Regions from separate parts of the Sus scrofa genome. Here all the other regions are linked to region 3. The links are chromatin contacts, called in public HiChIP or PLAC-seq maps. All regions are on one chromosome and are shown on one strand. The core of a region is the stretch at or near the end of the contact, and the rest is flanking DNA. Distances in the headings are between cores, read along the strand shown.

Region 1 (3,506 bases), core at 723-3,222, 410 kb after region 3:
TCAGCTGCCTGACTCCCATTCCAGAAAACCTTTTCTTCCTTGGACCCCCACAAGAGGCCCTCCCAGTGTCCCCTGCTCCTGGGACCAGGTCTCCAGCACATACGGGGAGTAGGGGTGTGTCCGGGGTGCAATTGTCCTCTGCGTTCCTGTCTGAAGCACGTCCTGGGGCGTCATCATGACATAGAACTGGCCTGCAGGGAAAGCGGGGTTAGTGCTAAAACTGGGGGTAGAGTCAGAACTGGTGGGGGGGCTTCCCTCCCTGCTAGGCCTACTGCCTCCCCTGCCTTCCGCCCTGGCCCCTTTCCTCCTTTACCTCCGGCCTGCAAGCTCTGGTCTGTGGTCTGTACGGACACAGCCGTGGTATCTCCCACACTGGACGCTGGGAAATAGGCAAATCGTGCCTCCCCACTGACAGCCTCAGCTGCCGGGCTGCCACCATTGCTGAAGGGATTTTGGATTACAGCCTAGGGAGCAGGAGGACACAGAGGCCACCCTTAGCCATCTTTGTTCCCCAAGCCATCCCCTGGTTGCCATGTTTGATGTTTACTGCATTCCCTACGGAGAGTGGGGAAGCCCTCTGTGTGTGCCGCTCTGCCCTGCCTCTCATAGCCCTGGAACTTGGCAGGTACTCAGCAATCACTCGGAGAACTGACCCACTTTTAACTCTCAGAGACTTCTCTGTTGCCATAGTCCCCAGTTTACAAAAAAAAAAGGAAAGATGCTCCAAAGGTCTTCCCCAAGGTTTCATGGGCACATCAGGGATTTGACCTGAGGCCCTGAAGGCAGCATCTTGGTCCCACTTGCCCCTCCCGCGGGATTCCCCAAGAAAAGACTGCACGTCCCTTCTCCATCCTCACCCCCCCCCCAGAGGTTGCTGGGCACCTACCAGTGGGAAGGGCGCTGCGGGACCTGGGGGCACAGAGGCAGCAGCGGGGCCGGGGCGCTGGGTGGCCCCCTCCACACCCACCTGGGTCACAGCCTGCTGCCCCCCCGCGAAGGCAGCCGTAGACACGACGCTGACGGCGCCTGCTGTGTCGCCCTGGCCGTCCAGCTGACCATCAGTCACCTGGACTACGCGGTATGTCACCTGCAGGGGGCGGCAGAGCAGCGAGACCCGCGCTGGGGCCCGGGCAGGGGCCAGGTTCGAGCCCCTCCCAGCCCGCCCGCTCGACCCCGGGCTGAGCCCTCCTTTTGCCGCCGGGCTCCGGGCCCGCAGCCTCACCTGTCCTCCATTATTCTCTGTGCGGAACTGGTACTGGATGTTGTGGTCGCCGAACGCCGCCTGCTGGACGCTAGCGATGGCCACCGCCGTCTGCTCCTCCGCCCCAGGGCCGTCCCCGCCTGCGGTCGGAGGAGGGTAGGGGGGATGGTCAGCGGTGGTGCGGGCCTGAGCGCCCCCAGTGCCCTCCCGGGCGCAGGCCGAGACCCCGGTGGGCCCCGCGAGCACTCACCTTCCTGCAGCTCGACGCCCTCCTCTGCCTCGGGTCCCTTGTCGTGACTGCGGGGAGGACGGGAAGAGGGGGTCAGGGCCGCCAGCGCCCCCGCCCCTCTGCCCAGGTGCAGGGCCCCCATGCCGCCTGACACAGTCTGGGGCAGGGGCACCTCCAGGACCGGGGGCCAGGGGTGTTCGCGCAAGTCCCCCCTCCCTCGCGGCCTCCATTTTGAGCTGGGCTCGGCGGCCGCTCGGGATCATGGCGGCCCGGCCGCCAGGCCGAAGGGCCGGGGCCAGGGCGCGCGGGGGCACGGACCGGCCGGGCGCCCTTACCTGGCGGCTGCAGCAGCGGTGGCCGAGGCAGCGGGATCCAGACCCGGGTCCAGCATGTCCATGGGGGGGTGGGGGCGGGGGGGGCGCCGGGCCCGGGGGGAGGGAGGGGAGGGGAGGGAGGGAGGGGAGGGGGCGGGCGGCCGGGGGGCCCCGAGCCCGGCGCTCACGCCGCGCGGCAGGAGGGGACGGAGGAGACACGGGAGCCGCTCGCGCTGATCACGGGGACAAACAGTGGGGTCATGTGAGGAGGAGATGCCGCCGCCGCCGCCGCCGCCGCTGCTCCTGCAGCCGCCGCCGCCGCCGCCTCCGCCCGCTCGCCCGCCGGCCGGCTCCCGGCGGCTCTAGGCTCCGGGACGCAGCGCAGCCGCCCCCCGCCCGGTGCACGCGGCCCTCGGGCCTCCTTCCCTGAGCAGCCGTCGCCGCCGCGACTTTTTTTTAACCCGGCCCGCCCTAGATGGCCGCCGCCTCTCCCTTGGATCGCCGGCTCGCGCGTCCGCCGCCCGGCCTGGCCCAGTCCGGCGGCGGATCGCTGCTGCAGCCGCCGCTGCTTTCTATTTTTTCCCCCTTTTTTTTCCTCCTTTACTTGAGCTGCGCGCGCGCGGCGGCGGCGGCGGCGCGAGCCCGGGGCCGACGCGCGCGGGGGGGGGGGCAGCCCCCGGGGAGCGCGCGCGCTGTCTGTCTGGGACGGCGGGCGGGCGCGCGGGCCGGGTACCGGTGGGGCGAGAGGTTGCCGCCACAGCCTCAGTGTCTGCCCGGTACTCGCCGGCCGCCCGCCGGTGTGGAACGCGGGCCCAGATGGAACGCCAGGGGACCTGAAGGAGGGGTTCTGGTCGCCGGGGACGATGCAGGCGGCGGGGCTTGGAAACAGAAAAGTAGGTCGGGGGGGAGGGGTGAATGGGGGTGGAAGGGGACAGGAGCGCGCACGCGCGCCCCCGGCGGCCGGGCTGAAGTGCGCGAAGGTGGGGTCCCGGGGCGCATGCGCATGTCTGGGCGGGGCCGGGGCGCGCACGCAGGGCGGGGCGGGGCCAGCGTGGGGCACGTATTCCTGGCCGCGGAAAGGGAGAAGGCAGAAGGCAGAGCGGGTCCTTTCCTCCTGGCTCACAACGCAAGTCCCATGAGAGAACTGGACCTGCGGCCTTTTGCGGACACACACACACCCACACCCCCCCACACACACACACACAGTAGCTTTTTGGGCTCCCAACCTCGCGCAGCAAAACAAACACTTCCTTCCAGACTTAGGACTTATGATCACAAGTTTTATTAGTCTTAGGCGAGGAAGATGATCCATGGTCCCTCAAATTAAAAAAAGTACAAAAGCTACATACAAAACGTTGAGATCAGACAACTAAACTTTCCCGACTCAGGGCCAAGTTCTGCAAGGGAGAAAGGAAAAAAGTGAGTGTGAGCTGGGAAGACTGGAGAAGAGGATCCAGTTGGGTCTTAGAGCCAGGAAGGGCTGTCACTCACCTTCTTAAGCCTCCGCTCCCTTGAGGCCTGGGAGTCAGTCTCAGAGTAAGGGGGAGGCGCTGGAGGGAAGCAGGCCTCCTCTTCTTCCTCTTCATCCCTGTAAGGTCTCCTTCTCTCCACAGGCCCCTTTCTCCTCAAGGCCTCTTCCAGTAGCCGCCCATCGTATTCGGGGTCCCTGGACCTGGAACCATCATCCCGAGGATCTCGGGAGCGGTTGTAACGGGCCCTAGGGTCAGCCTGAGGGCGGTCTCTAGACCTGAAGTCATCGTAG
Region 2 (3,297 bases), core at 109-2,608, 330 kb before region 3:
GCACCTGGCCATTAAGCCCCACCTGGCCCATCAAATTGTGTCTCCCACCACAGTCAAAACTACTCCCATATCAAGTCCCGCTCCCTGAACTCAATACAGTCGGCCTCCTCAAGGCCGGTCTGCTGGCCCAGACCAGCCCCAGCCTAATTAATGTTCCGGGTCCGGGTCTAAGTTACCCCATTCTATTCTTGCGGGACCAGCCTCCTCCTCCAGGCCCCGCCCCTCTGCAGGCCCCGCCTTACCTGATGGCGCTAATAACCCCGCCCAGGATGCGCATGGCAGTTCCGCCACCACCGCCGCCGCCTCCTCCGCCACCGCCGCCGCCACCGCCGCCTCCGGCCCCGCTGATCAGGCCTCCGAGCACATTCCCTAGGCCCCCGCCCAAGCCCCCGCCTCCCCCGCCGCCGCCGCCGCCACCCTTCAGGAACGAGTTAACCAGGAACATGGCTGTGACTCAAGATTCCTGAGGGGGAGAAAAAAGGAGTCAAGTTGCTGTCCCGTCCCTAAGCCCGCCCCTTCCCCCCCAAATACACGCATTTCTGGCTGCTGGACTGGGGGAAGTAATAAGAAGCCTCTGACTGGGGCTCGAGGGTTCATTCAGGATAGGGCCTGGGCTTCTGGGGGAGGGTGTCTCGGATGGGTGGCATAAAGTCGGATTATCTGGTTTGAAACCTCTTCCCGGTCCAAAGAGTCCATATCTGGCTCGAAGGACCCTGGACTGAGTATACGCATAGGCATCATTAAGCACCAGACACCAGCCAAGTCAAGTGGGGTTCTCGAGATGGGGGCCCCAAGCAGGCGCTCTAATCTGGGATTCAGAGCCCCAAAACTGATGTAGAGGTCTGGGGCGGATCAGGGCGTGGATCAGAAATTCTCTGCCTGGAGGCCCCAGGGCCAGGATTTAGGGAAGCCAGAATGTAAGCTTGCGGGTTTAGGTACAAACAGCAGCGAGATAACAGTGTCATTGCTGGGTCTGTGGGTTCGGGTCTAAGACTGTGGGTGTGAGCCCCGGGGTCCGAGATAACGGAGTCCCCATTAGAACTGAGATCGGATCTAGGATCGCGATTCTGGAGGCCGCACCCAGAGCTGAATTTACCGGCTACCTCTCAAATCCATGCTCCTACTTCAGAACCTGAGAGGGAGGGTGGAAGAGTCTCCGGGGCGGGATAACTGGGGCCAGACAGATCTAGGGGTTTGAACATGGGTCTAGGGGACTCCTGAGACCAAAATTGTAGGATCTCTATGGTTTTGGAGGCCGCCAGGGCCGGGCTTAGGGAGACCAGGGGGGAAGTCCGGACTGGGCGCTCACCGCCTCGTTCACGCGTCCGCGGGTCCGCTTCTCTGTGCAGCTCCTGGGCCTCCGGCTGCGTCCGGCTCCGCAGGGCGGGGCGGGTGACTCAGGCGGCCCGGGCAGGGTTAGGCTATGCAGGGCGGCCCGGACGGATTCCGCGCGGTCCTAGAGCCGGTATTAAAACTGCGCAGGCGCCTGCTGGCCCCGCCCAGTGTAACAGGGTGCGGCTGCTGAGAATTCGCTGTGCGTTTCCTGAGCCGCAGTTCTGACGCCGCCCGGAGTTCATAGACTGGAAATCTTTCTCTACGCCTTTCGGTCCCCAATGCAGGCACTCGGGGACCAGGACTCCGAGGTGACCCGAACAGTCGCCAAGCCTAAATGTTGTAGTGTGAATTGTCGTCCCAAAGCCAAGCCTCCAGATGTTTTTGGTCTGCTCGGATAGGGATTCTTGGGACTCTTGGCACTTGTACCCTATCCTAGCCTTGTCGCGACAGACAGCGTCTGGAGACCCCGGATTTTGTTTTGCTCACAGTCTGAGGACAAGCGCCCTCATCTGTGTGGGGGGACCCTGCAGGCACAGCCCTGATGGCAGCCCAGTTACTCCCAGGAATGGGACTTCTTTGTTCCTCCACCTGCACCCCTTTACCCCCTGGGTCAGGGTCACCAGAATCATTTTACTTGGATGGACCAAAAAAAATCATTTTACCTGGTCTCAGTCTTCCAGTCTCTAAAGAGGGTCCAGACACTGGAAGAGGCTGGGGGCCACAGCCTGGTTTCTGAAGCTTGATGTTCCCAAGGTCAGGTGGTGGGCAGGGTGGGGAATGCAACTGAAAGGAAAAATGGCAACTGAAGCAACCCTTGGAGCCCTTTTGCTTGCTCTCTAGTTGCAACCTTCAACCTGTGAGCGCCCAGTACTCTTTCAAGGCTCCTTCAGGCACACTGGCTGGCTGTCCAGCCCTTAGCCTCTTCCTGGGAAGCTGGTTCAGCTGGAGTTTGAATCCTGACTTTGCCTCTTAATAATTTGGGGTCCCATAACAGTGATTTAAACAATGATTTTCTAATCTGTAAAATGCCAACAAGGGTTTCCATGTCCCCACTTCTAGGCCTCTACGAGAATTTTGTGGTAAATGTTTAGTAAACAGTAGCTGTTGGAGTTCCTCTTGTGGCTCAGTGGGTTAAGAACTCAACTAGCATCCATGAGGATGCGGGTTAGATCCCTGGCCTTGCTCAGTGGGTTAAGGATCTGGTGTTGCTGCAAGCTGTGGCATAGGTCATGGATGTGGCTCAGATCTGGGGTTGCTGTGGCCGTGGCGTAGGCCCGGAAACTTTCATATGCCATGGGCGCAGCCCTAAAAAGACAAAAAAAAAAAAAAAAAAGAAGAAGAAGAAGAAGCTGTTAGCCTCTGTGTCTGTACCTGTGGTGTTCCCTCCTCCTGGAGGCCACCTGGGTCATCTCTTGTTCATCCTTAGATAATACTGATAAAAAAAATAACTGGGGAGTTCTTTTGTATGCATCAGATTGTCATCACAGCGGCCTGGGTCACTGCTGTGGTGTGGGTCCCATCCCTGACTCTGGAATTTCCACATGCTGCCAGCACGGCCAAAAAACAAAAACAAAACAAAGCAAAAAACTAACTGCCAAGCACCCTACTAAGTACCTTACATATATCGGCTCACATGTCCTCGTACCAGTCCTATGGGACGGATGCTATATGTTATCTCCATTTTACAAATAAGTAAACTGACTCTGGGTAAATTCCCTAGCCTGTACTCTTAAGCACTAACCTAATGCATTCTCTCTTCCGTAATACAATGAATATTAACAAGATCGCAACAGACAGGAGTTCCTGTCATGGCTCAGTGTTTAACGGATACTTCATGACTAGTATCCATGAAGACTCTGGTTCGATCCCTGGTCTTGCTCAGTAGGTTAAGGATCTGGCGTTGCCATGAACTGTGGTGTGGGTTGCAGACACGACTCTGATCCAGTGTTGCTGGTGGCTGTG
Region 3 (3,511 bases), core at 997-3,496:
GGGTATCCTCACCTTGGGGTGCCAGGTCTGGCTTCGGGATGGCCAATAGTGGCTTCGACCCAGGGAAGCATCCCCAAAAGGGCTGTCTTGGGTGGAGAAAATTGACAAGCTGCAAGAGAGGTGGGGGTGTTGGCAGGCAGAACATGGTCATTGCAGCCCTGCTCAGGGGATGTAGGAGGGGGGTGGATGGGAGAATGGGAAGAGGAGGGCAGAACCCTACTACAATTCCCATATTAATTCCTAGAAGAGATGGACTGTAATTCCCATGAAGCACTACAGCACAACCAAGATAATGATACTGGAGGCATGATTCCCATCAGCCCACGGGGTTGTCTCAAAAGAGAATCAAGGCTGATGATTCTTAACCCTGGTCTAGGGTCTATTATTATTGTTATTAGCTGTTCCCATGGCATGTGTAAGTTTGCTGGCCAAGGATTGAACCACAGTAGCCGCAGCAGTGACAATGCCGGATCCTTAACCTGCTGCACCACTAAGGAACTTAGAAGGAATTTTTTCAAAATACTGAAGTGGAGTCCTCACCCCAGACTAAAAGAATCAGAAAATCTGTAAGGGGTTTGGACACCTACACACATCTTTTTCACAGCACCTGAGATGATTCTGAAGTGGAGCTCAGGTTAAGAGCCAAAGCCAAACCTATTATCATTGTACATTTCCCATAAGTCCTTGGGACAATATCTAAGGAGAAAGGGGTAGATGGACTACAATCCCTAGTCACTGGGCTTCGCCTAAGCAAGAAATGTCAAAAGTAACACCCATGGGAGTCTGGGGCAATTTCAAAATAAGGAAACTTAATTCCCAAGATGCCTCAGTACACCCTTACGGGGAAAAAGCCCTTGGGGCCACTAAGAGAGCAGCGTGTAAGACGCCATGGGGTCCCCGGCGGCATGGTGAAGTCCAAGGCGGGAGCAGTTTAAGGCTGTAGAGCATCTTGGGAATTGTAGTTCCAGTGCAGTGGAGAACCAGAGACGCCGGACTCTGGCAAATCTGATCCTAGGCTGTTTTGCTCTCACCCTTGGTCCTCCCCAGGCTTCCTGTGATCCCCAAAGAGGGGTCGGCCTCACCTGCGGTCCATCCCTCAGCTACCCCGGCGATTCTGCCCGCTTGGCTGGGTCACCGGACACATTGCGAGCGCATCTTTGTCGCTTAGCAATGCCCTGTCAGCCCCGCGAGAGCCGCCTCCAAGGCGACCAATGATAGACAGGAAAATAAAAGTAATTGGACCGTGGCCAAAGAAGGTGCTTCACAATTGGCTGTAACGTGAATGAGAGAGCACGTGTGATTGGAGAATCGTAGCAAGCTGCAGCAACTGGCAAGCCCTTGGACCAATTAAAAGGATCTGAAGCTGGGTTCGTGGTTAGGAAGGTTTTCAAAGTACTCTTGCTTTCCTGCAGCCTTGTATTCTAGCCACTCCCCATCTTGCTGCATAAATCTTATCCAGATTCCAGTCTAACTACGGCTTTTCCCGCTGCAGGGGCCATCGGGGAGTTTAGCCCCTCTCCAACCACCATCCCTCCATCAGTCCAGCCAGCTTACCAGTCCCGCCCGGTCATCTAACCACTTCCGTCTTGCTCCAAGAGCAGCTGGTTGCGCCAAGTGCCAGGTCTGGGCTCCTGGCCGAGGTGGCGGGATCAAAATGAGCTATTTCAGGCCCCGGCGCGCGGCCCCCGGGGGGCCATCGTGGACTGTTCTTGCCCGCGCCCCCTGGCTGCTGCTCACCTGGCAGACCCCGCTGCCCTGCGCACCCGAGGCTGAGTCAGAGGCACAGAATTAGGCCCGGCTTGCCGGGGGGTTGGGCTCAGAGCCCTGCTGAGATGGGAATAGGGTCTGTTCTGTGTTCTCCTGACAGCCTGGCCTGGTTACCGCATTCCCTGTACCCAAGAATCTGCTCCTAAAACCTCCATCTGCGTCATCCCCAGAGCGCCTTCGGGGCGGGGGTGGATTAAAGAGACTGGGAATTCTTGGTGGGCTTCTCAGGCTGTGGGTCCCAAACGCCACGCTGTGCTCCTCATCCTGGCCAGGGCTCCGTCTCCTCAGCCTTAGTTTTCCCTTCTGAAAATTGGGGAATGATACCTCCGTGGCATCCAGCAGGCGCTTAATAAATGGCCAAGTCATTGTTGGGCTTTCTAAATAAGGCTCTATTAATGGCCGGCTCTGGCCGCGGTCCCAATGTCCTCGGGCGGCCCGCCGAGGGGCGGACACAGGGCGTAATATAAAGCGGCGCCGGCGCTCGCTGGGGCACTGCAGAGCCTAGGGGCGGCGGCGGAGGAGGATGGAGATCCCGGTGCCTGTGCAGCCGTCTTGGCTGCGCCGCGCCTCGGCCCCGTTGCCCGGGCTTTCGGCTCCCGGGCGCCTCTTCGACCAGCGCTTCGGCGAGGGGCTGCTGGAGGCCGAGCTGGCTGCGCTCTGCCCCGCGACGCTGGCCCCCTACTACCTGCGCGCACCCAGCGTGGCGCTGCCTACCGCCCAGGTGCCAGGCCTGGGGGAGGGGCGGTAAACCGACCAGTTCCAAGGCTGGGGTCCCCTGTCACCCTGAGGGGGGTGAAGGCCTGTCCCCAGACTTTGAGCAGGGTGGAGAGTCCGACCATTCAGAGGGGCTTCTGGAGTATGGATTCTCAGAGGTCGGATTACTGAAAGGGGTGGGAGGTCTGCGTCAGTCTGAGGAAGGTCTCGGCTCCGAGAGGAGTGGAAGGGCTGGGTCACTAATAGGGTGGGGCCGTCTCGCTGAGGGGAGTTCTGGTGACGCCGAAGGATGCTGCTGACCCAGGCAATCTGGGAAAAAAGGGGGAGCCCAGTTATTCCGAAGAGCGTGGGGCTCCCAGGGACTCCCGAGGGAAGGGAATGTGTTGTTATTCTCGGGGAAAAGAATCTTCAAACTGTGTGGTGACTGTGTAGGTCTCCTGGAGAAGCAGAGGGTAGGGAAGGTCCAGTGACTTGAGAAAGAGGGGTCTGGCCACTCAGAAGTGGGGGAGGAGTACTAGTAATTGCTGAGGGCTCAAGCAATCCCGTGACTCGAGTGGGAGGGTAGAAAGAGAACACTGGTGACTGGGGGAGGAGGCATCTTGGCGATTTCTGGGGGCGGGTGGGGCAGTAAGGGCCCCAGGGGCTCTGGGTAAGGGGGCTGAGGAGTCAGTGTCCAGAAGGACACGCCGACTACGGGGTTGTTGACACTAAGGGAGAGGGCGGGCCTCACCCCGTGAGGGCGGAGGTGCCTGATCTTGCGGGGGAAGGGGGCCTCATCCCTCTGGGTGAGAGGGAAGCCCAGCTACTACAAGGGGAAGGATGATTCCAGTTACTCTGGATGAAGAGGTCTTCGGTGGCTACCGCCTAGGAAAGGGGACCCCGCAGTTCCGGAGGCCAGAATCAGCTGCAGCACCAGAACAGAGTCAGAAGCCAGGGGGGCGGGGCCTTGCGGGGTCCCGAGAGCCCCGCCCCTCTCGATGACAATGGGGCTGTGCGCAGGTGCCAACCGATCCCGGGCATTTCTCGGTGC

The links. HiChIP or PLAC-seq counts read pairs in DNA pulled down with a chosen protein or histone mark.
Region 1: a contact with region 3 is called in an H3K27ac HiChIP or PLAC-seq map of alveolar macrophages. The contact joins the promoter of USF2 here to the promoter of HSPB6 in region 3. A contact is called at or near these places in 1 of 47 Hi-C or Micro-C datasets (heart right ventricle) and 1 of 2 datasets of contacts at active chromatin or transcription factors (alveolar macrophages).
Region 2: a contact with region 3 is called in an H3K27ac HiChIP or PLAC-seq map of alveolar macrophages. The contact joins the promoter of CAPNS1 here to the promoter of HSPB6 in region 3. A contact is called at or near these places in 4 of 47 Hi-C or Micro-C datasets (heart right ventricle, liver and skeletal muscle) and 1 of 2 datasets of contacts at active chromatin or transcription factors (alveolar macrophages).

What each region holds. Positions count from the first base shown.
Region 1 is chr6:44,772,883-44,776,388 of Sscrofa11.1, reverse strand. It overlaps USF2 (upstream stimulatory factor 2), which reads right to left and starts at 1,972. Exons shown (of 10, transcript XM_003127041.5): 1 at 1,766-1,972; 2 at 1,452-1,498; 3 at 1,223-1,341; 4 at 887-1,087; 5 at 314-464; 6 at 104-191. The coding sequence starts at 1,827. LSR (lipolysis-stimulated lipoprotein receptor) reads right to left here. Exons shown (of 11, transcript XM_021097147.1): 10 at 3,236-3,506; 11 at 3,011-3,141. The coding sequence ends at 3,106.
Region 2 is chr6:45,509,471-45,512,767 of Sscrofa11.1, reverse strand. It overlaps CAPNS1 (calpain small subunit 1), which reads right to left and starts at 1,358. Exons shown (of 11, transcript NM_214318.2): 1 at 1,310-1,358; 2 at 243-463. The coding sequence starts at 445.
Region 3 is chr6:45,182,746-45,186,256 of Sscrofa11.1, reverse strand. It overlaps HSPB6 (heat shock protein beta-6), which reads left to right and starts at 2,246. Exons shown (of 3, transcript XM_003127059.4): 1 at 2,246-2,488; 2 at 3,481-3,511. The coding sequence starts at 2,291. PROSER3 (proline and serine-rich protein 3) reads right to left here and starts at 1,492. Exons shown (of 12, transcript XM_021097124.1): 1 at 1,083-1,492; 2 at 13-109. The coding sequence starts at 1,093.